2 separate regions of the Sus scrofa genome follow, and region 1 is linked to region 2. A link is a contact called in public HiChIP or PLAC-seq data. All regions are on one chromosome and are shown on one strand. The core of a region is the stretch at or near the end of the contact, and the rest is flanking DNA. Distances in the headings are between cores, read along the strand shown.

Region 1 (3,251 bases), core at 378-2,877, 550 kb after region 2:
GACACCTGGTTCCCGTCCTGGCATTCCAGCCTGATAGGCTCTCCCCCTACAGTCAGGCCCCGAACCCAAGAGGTCAGTTAAAATGCCAAAGCCACCACATTAAGTGCCAGGCCTCCTGTCTCCAAATATTTTATTTTTTTTTTTCCCACTGTACAGCAAGGGGGTCAGGTTATCCTTACATGTATACATTACAATTATATTTTTCCCCCACCCTTTCTTCTGTTGCAACATGAGTATCTAGACAAAGTTCTCAATGCTACTCAGCAGGATCTCCTTGTAAATCTATTCTAAGTTGTGTCTGATAAGCCCAAGCTCCTGATCCCTCCCACTCCCTCCCCCTCCCATCAGGCAGCCACAAGTCTCTTCTCCAAGTCCATGATTTTCTTTTCTGAGGAGATGTTCATTTGTGCTGGATATTAGATTCCAGTTATAAGTGATATCATATGGTATTTGTCTTTGTCTTTCTGGCTCATTTCACTCAGTATGAGATTCTCTAGTTCCATCCATGTTGCTGCAAATGGCATTATGTCATTCTTTTTTACGGCTGAGTAGTATTCCATTGTGTATATATACCACATCTTCCGAATCCAATCATCTGTCAATGGACATTTGGGTTGTTTCCATGTCCTGGCCATTGTGAATAGTGCTGCAATGAACATGCGGGTGCACGTGTCTCTTTTAAGTAGAGTTTTGTCCGGATTCCAAATATTTTAAAATCAAACAGTGAGACAACAGGGATCTGCAGCTCCAGAATTTGGGATGGCAAATTAATTCAGGAAGCTGGTGGAGTGTGATTATCACCAACCGTGGTGTCAGGCAGACCTGCTTCAGACCCACACCTTCAGCTTCCTAGCTGTGCAACCTCAGGCAAGTAACTTTACCTCTCTGAGTCTCCATTCCTCATTTAGGGAAAGGGGAGAATGGAGTTCCCATTGTGGCTCAGCTGCTTAAGAGCCCTACTAGTCTCCATGAGGAGGTGGGTTCAATCCCTGGCTTCACTCAGTGGGTGAAGGATCTGGCGTTGCCATGAGCTGTGATGTGGATCACGGATGCGGCTCAGATCTGGTGTTGCTGTGGCTATGGGGTAGGCCCCTGGCCTGGGAACTTCTGTATGCTGCGAGTGTAGCCCTAAAAAGAAAAAAAAAATAGAGAATGGGGAGAATGGAAATGCCTACCCCACTAGGTTGCTATGGGGATTGAATGGGTTAATAGTAAAATGCCATGTACATAGTAAGTGCATGCTAAATATTACTTGTAATTATTCCAGCTTTGCCTGGAACCAGAAATACAGGAAGGGTAGAGTCTGGCCTTTTCGAGCTTTGTTAGACGGGTCCCCACGGAAGAGGGGGCAGAATGAGGACCCAGGAGACATGAGGAAAAGGAAGCACATGGATGATAAAAGTGGACGTAGGAGGCCACCAGATCCTCTGCATCCTTCTTCTGTTGTCTAGTTATTATTCTCATTTGACAGATGATGAAATCAGACTCAGCTGACTGCATGGCAGGGCCCCCAGCAGATCCAGTTTCATCCGGGCCCTGTTCCTGTGGTCTCTCCTCCATTCTTTGTCCAGACTGGGTCCCTTCCCATCTGGAGAGCCACCGGGGACAGGATGTGCCTTTCAACAAGCCTCTTCCAGCACAGCACAGAGAACAGCTGACCCGCTCGGGATCGCTCCTGGCCTTCAGGCCATGGCACCTGTGGACCTGTGCTGGTGCTACAAGGTGAGACCCACAAGCCCAGCAGCCCACTCACCCTGCACTAGAAGCACAGGACCCAGACCTTCCAGCTTTGTCCCACCTACATTTGTTGCAAGCCAGACCCAGGCAGCTCGGTGCTAAACAGGCATTCAGGGTTGGCAGCGTAGAAAGGTGCACGAAGATAAATCACTCCAGCCCCACTGACCAAGAGAACAAATGCCACCCAAGTCACAAGGTTGGCTGTGAGAAGTGTCTTAGAGGCAGTGGCACAGATAAAAGGCTCCGGGAGTTCTAAGAAAAGGGAATGGAGCCTTCCAGCTGGAGAGCAGGGAGCAGGCATTTGACCCAGGTGGCATTTCTGTGCCCCAGACGGCCAAATTCACTGGGATTTAGCTCCTGACTTTCCCGGACAAGCCATGGGGACAGGTGATGAAGCATTTCACTGCAGATCTTTGTGGGGGGCCAGAGCCAAAATGCAGGCCCGCCCCGCAAACCCTGTTCCATCCTCAGGCCTCGAGACTTCCATGTCACCCTCCCATACCTCTAAGAACTCCCAGTAGAGCCTGGCTGGATTTGCAGGCAGAAAGGGTTTCACTCAGGACCTTGGTGACTGTGGAGCCAGCGTGACTAGGAGGGAGCTCTGAGATCTCATCCCCTCTCTGCCTTCACTCACCACGAGCCCCTGCGCTCTGGGGACCCTCTTGTCCCTTCGTCATCCAACAAGCATGAATGGCACTGCCCTACTCCTCAGCACTGGGATACATGCTGGGAATCATTTATAGGTGGGGGCAGATGGGGTGAAAAGGACTGAATAGGAAACTCAGAAACTCACCCCTCCCTAGAACCTTTCCAAAAGGACTCCAGGCTTCTCAAATCCCCTAATTGATTCATGTATTCATTCATTTAACAAATATCTCGAGCCCTAGTTCTCTGCTAGGCTTACCATCTACCCCTGCTCTCCAAAGTCTACTTTCTTTGCAGCAGTGCGTATCAAACCCAGGTGGGTTGATCCTCCACCACAGAAAATCAAGGCAGTTATAAGATAAGGACTTGTGCTGGTTCCTCTCATCCCATCCCGTACCACATAGGAAACTCACCTGTAAATCCGGGACCCCAGACACAAGCAGTGGTCCATCCACAACCCACTCCTGGGCATATGACCTGTGCAAGCACTTGGGATTTCTCAGACAAGCTCTATGGAGGGTCTGGTACTATGTTATCACCATCTTGCAATTTTTTTAAGTATAGATGTTGTACAAATATAGATGTTGTACATTGCAGGCATTCAATATAGTGACCCACAATTTTTAAAGGTTATACTCCATTTATAGTTATTATAAAATATTAGCTATATTCCCATTTTGTACAATATATCCTCATAGCTTATTTTATATCTAATGGTTTGTATCCTTCAGTCCCCTCCACCTCATGTTGCCTCTCCCCCTTTCCTTCTCCCCACTGGTAAGCTACTACAGTTCGTTCTCTATATCTGAGTCTGCTTCTTTTTTGCTACAATCCCTAGTTTGTTGTATTTTTTAGATTGCACATATAAG
Region 2 (3,252 bases), core at 160-2,659:
GAAAGGTGGGGCCATAAACATCTGGCCATGATGGAGAAGGAAAGCTTTCCTAGAGCTGTTATGTAAAAGACTCATTCTTCTCCCTCTTCCTGTGAATATATCATCCTTTGTGCAGTTTATCACGCCAGACCACCAGATTCTTCATTGGTCTCCATTCTGCCATGTATCCTTCCTTCAATCCACCCTACTGCTGCCCTCAGATCCATTACTGTATTCATGATCACCCTCATCTTTTTGAATTGGGCAGGTCCTCCCTTTTGCTTACAGCTTTGGGTCCAGATCTTATGCTATGTTCTTGAGCTTTCTCAGTCTTATCCCTTTTTCCCTTTCAGAGTCAGCCCCAGTATCTTCCCACCTCAGTTCCATTCTGCTTTTTGCACATATTCCCTGTATCCCTGCTTTTGAGACTATTTCTTCTGTCCTTCCAGAATGTTCCTTTTCTCCTTCTGCCAATCCAAATACACTCCAGATCTCAAATCTTAATCACACATCATCCAAGAACTCGCCCACCAATTACTACACCAGTTACCGCACTTAACTTCATACCGGTGTTTTCCTGCTATTAATAACTTGTCTACCTTGAGTTACCTACATGGTTTAGCCTGTAGCTAGTCTTTGAATGTATCACATAATAACAGTAATAACTGCAACTACAATTACAATTCATCTAGCTTCTATTATGTTGTAGACATAGTAATATGAGTATGTAGTACTCGTATTAATCATGCAAGGTAGGAATTATTATTCCTATTTTGTAGATTAAGAAACTAAAGCTCATAGAGGTTAAATAGTTTGTCCCAGATCATATTGTTAGTAAATATTAGAGCTAAGATTCAATTCCAGTGTACCTGATTATGCTGGGTTGTTGTGGATTTTTGTCTTATACATGCAGACTCTTGGGAGATTTAGCAAAATATGTGCATTCAGTAGGTACTCAATAAATACTTGCAGGTTGCTGAAACAGCCAGGATGATACAGCTTGATTTAAATTTGTCCTGACAAAGCCTCACCTCTCATGAATGATGAGGGGAGGAATAAAACATTCGCTGTACCTTCACCTCTCCCTTTCCTTTGTACCAAAAGAGATAATGGCTGAAGAAGAATGAGATAAAGCCTGTTTCAGGGCTCAAAAGAGGCAGGTGTGTTCCCTAGGATCAACTCTGTTTCCTTCCAAAGAGCCTTCCTTTCAAAGATTCTGCATTTTCCCTCCCCTGGCCATCTCCAGCATCCAGATCAGCTGCGTCATTGCCACCTCAGGTTGAGAGCTTTCCAGGCAGCCCTGGGCTTGCTGAAGGCACCAGTAACATACTTCTGGACTCCAGGCCAGGAGGTCCAAGGCACACAGCTGACTGAAAGGAGAGTAGGGCAGAGCCTGCCAGGGTGTGCCAGAGCTGCCATTCCCCAGCAGGCTTTAGCTCCATGTCCTAAGGTTGCCGAAGAAGCTGACACCTGTCAGCTCCCTTCTCTGCATTGTGCCAGACACCATGTGAGACACTTCAAATATCCTGTCTCTTCAAAATCCTTACCACAACCCCACTGACTTATCTGTGAAATGGGCATATTAGGTTGCATCTCACCCAAAAGTTGTTCAGTCTAGAGGAAAGACTCTGATATAGGCCCATCTGTCTTCAATAGTCCATCATGGGTTTTCTAATATACCATGGCATCTATCTGTCTTGGGAACCAGGAGACCTAAGTCTACTCTAGCTCAGCACACCATACATCTAAGGAGAATTCAAAGTCTCCATCAAACACACATGAAAATCGACCCCCTCTACCTTCTAATCTTTCCCATTTCACAGATCACTTTTTTTTGGGGGGGGATTATCATTTTATTGCTTTGACAGTCTAAGGATGCCACAGCAGGCTGATGCCTTAAAGACTATACCCCCTTTGGTGGAGAATAGGAAATGGTTTTATAGTTTGGAAGTAGAAAATAGGGCCACAGATAAGGATCTATGTTGAGTCGAGCTTGTATTGTTTTTCAAAACTGATGTTTAGTGGTCCCATGACTGGTTCTGGTAGTCTTCCTTCTTTCTGAAATGAAGAATGTTTCATCAAGTAGTTAACATCTTCCATTCACTGGGGGTTTTAGTTCTGCAGGAGAGCTCAAAGATATTGTTATGTATATTCCTTGAGGAGGAACCAGGTTCATTTTTGAATCTGGTGTCATCATATGCAAATGCATCAGACATCTGATGGGAACAAGAAATGGAAGAAATTACTGTTAACTTTCTGTTTATGCATCTGCACATCTACATCTCTCTCCTTCCACTACCTGAAGATATTTGAGGTAGAAACTCTGGTGTATACACTACCCATGGCCCTCCCTCCACTGCCTACAAGTCCCTAATAGCTTGAGGCATAGGGGGAGCTCAATAAATACTAAAGCTGTGCCTGCTCAGAATCTGATAGGATGCTAGAATTTTTTCAGACTAACCTCTCTCCTTGGAAATCAAAGCTCATATCAGGCAGGCTGGGATCAGAGGTCTTTGCTTGCTGTTTCTTAGCTAAGAACTCTCTATAAAACCACATTTATCTGTAGACTTTTCCAAACAGCAGAAGCCAAGGATGTAAAAGGAGGAATCTAATTTCGGGTATGAGCTGGTATCTTACTGAGTTAGTAGATCCTTCATTTTATAAATTTGTATGTTTTTTACTAAAATTTTGTAATACTTTATAAATTAGTGCCAGTTAAGATGTCTAAGGAATTTGTAAGGGGGCCAAATAAAACCAGATACCCTGATCTTTTTTGTTTTAAATTCTAACATATTTAGGCCTTAGAGGGAATTGAAGATTCAAGTTATTTAGGGTCTGACATGACAATGCTCATATTTCAAACCCTAGAGCACATTTTAACATTATTACATATTTTTGCATTATTTCATTTGCTCTTTTCCAAAATGCTGTAAGCTAGGCAGGACATGGATTATCTCCATTTTACTGATCAACACCCCAGGGCTCAGACAGTGATGCAGCTGTCAACCCATGGCAGACCTCTCCCCTGATTTCCAGTCCAGGTCATCTGGCGGGTGGAGTAGGCTGGTGGGAGGTGGTGGTTGTGGTGGGGTTTTGGAGGGCAAGCCAGGCGTGAGTTACACTGGAGAAATTGTGGGGGTCCTGCAGTGTGAGTGCTACTGGCTGAGCAGGACCCCTACTCTGCTCCACATCGCAGAGCCCCTTTGTCCCAGTCTGCTTGCCTGCTTTGAGTACCAGCCCAGAAGAGCTCTGCTGGCTTCTGAGCTGGCCCGT

Evidence for each region. HiChIP or PLAC-seq counts read pairs in DNA pulled down with a chosen protein or histone mark.
Region 1: an H3K27ac HiChIP or PLAC-seq map of skeletal muscle shows a contact between it and region 2, with 8 times the contacts expected there. The contact joins two enhancer-like sites. A contact is called at or near these places in 3 of 47 Hi-C or Micro-C datasets (embryonic fibroblasts, psoas muscle and subcutaneous adipose tissue) and 1 of 2 datasets of contacts at active chromatin or transcription factors (skeletal muscle).

The regions. Positions count from the first base shown.
Region 1 is chr15:119,889,669-119,892,919 of Sscrofa11.1, forward strand. No RefSeq gene overlaps it. Among named protein-coding and RNA genes, the nearest start is that of TNS1, 250 kb to the right of the region's middle. Within about 2 kb of position 1,628, at least 1 of the 83 cell types and tissues checked has an H3K27ac peak or open chromatin away from gene starts, as enhancers often do. A contact at or near this core is called in skeletal muscle, where this site is marked.
Region 2 is chr15:119,341,807-119,345,058 of Sscrofa11.1, forward strand. No RefSeq gene overlaps it. Among named protein-coding and RNA genes, the nearest start is that of TNP1, 310 kb to the left of the region's middle. Within about 2 kb of position 1,410, at least 1 of the 83 cell types and tissues checked has an H3K27ac peak or open chromatin away from gene starts, as enhancers often do. A contact at or near this core is called in skeletal muscle, where this site is marked.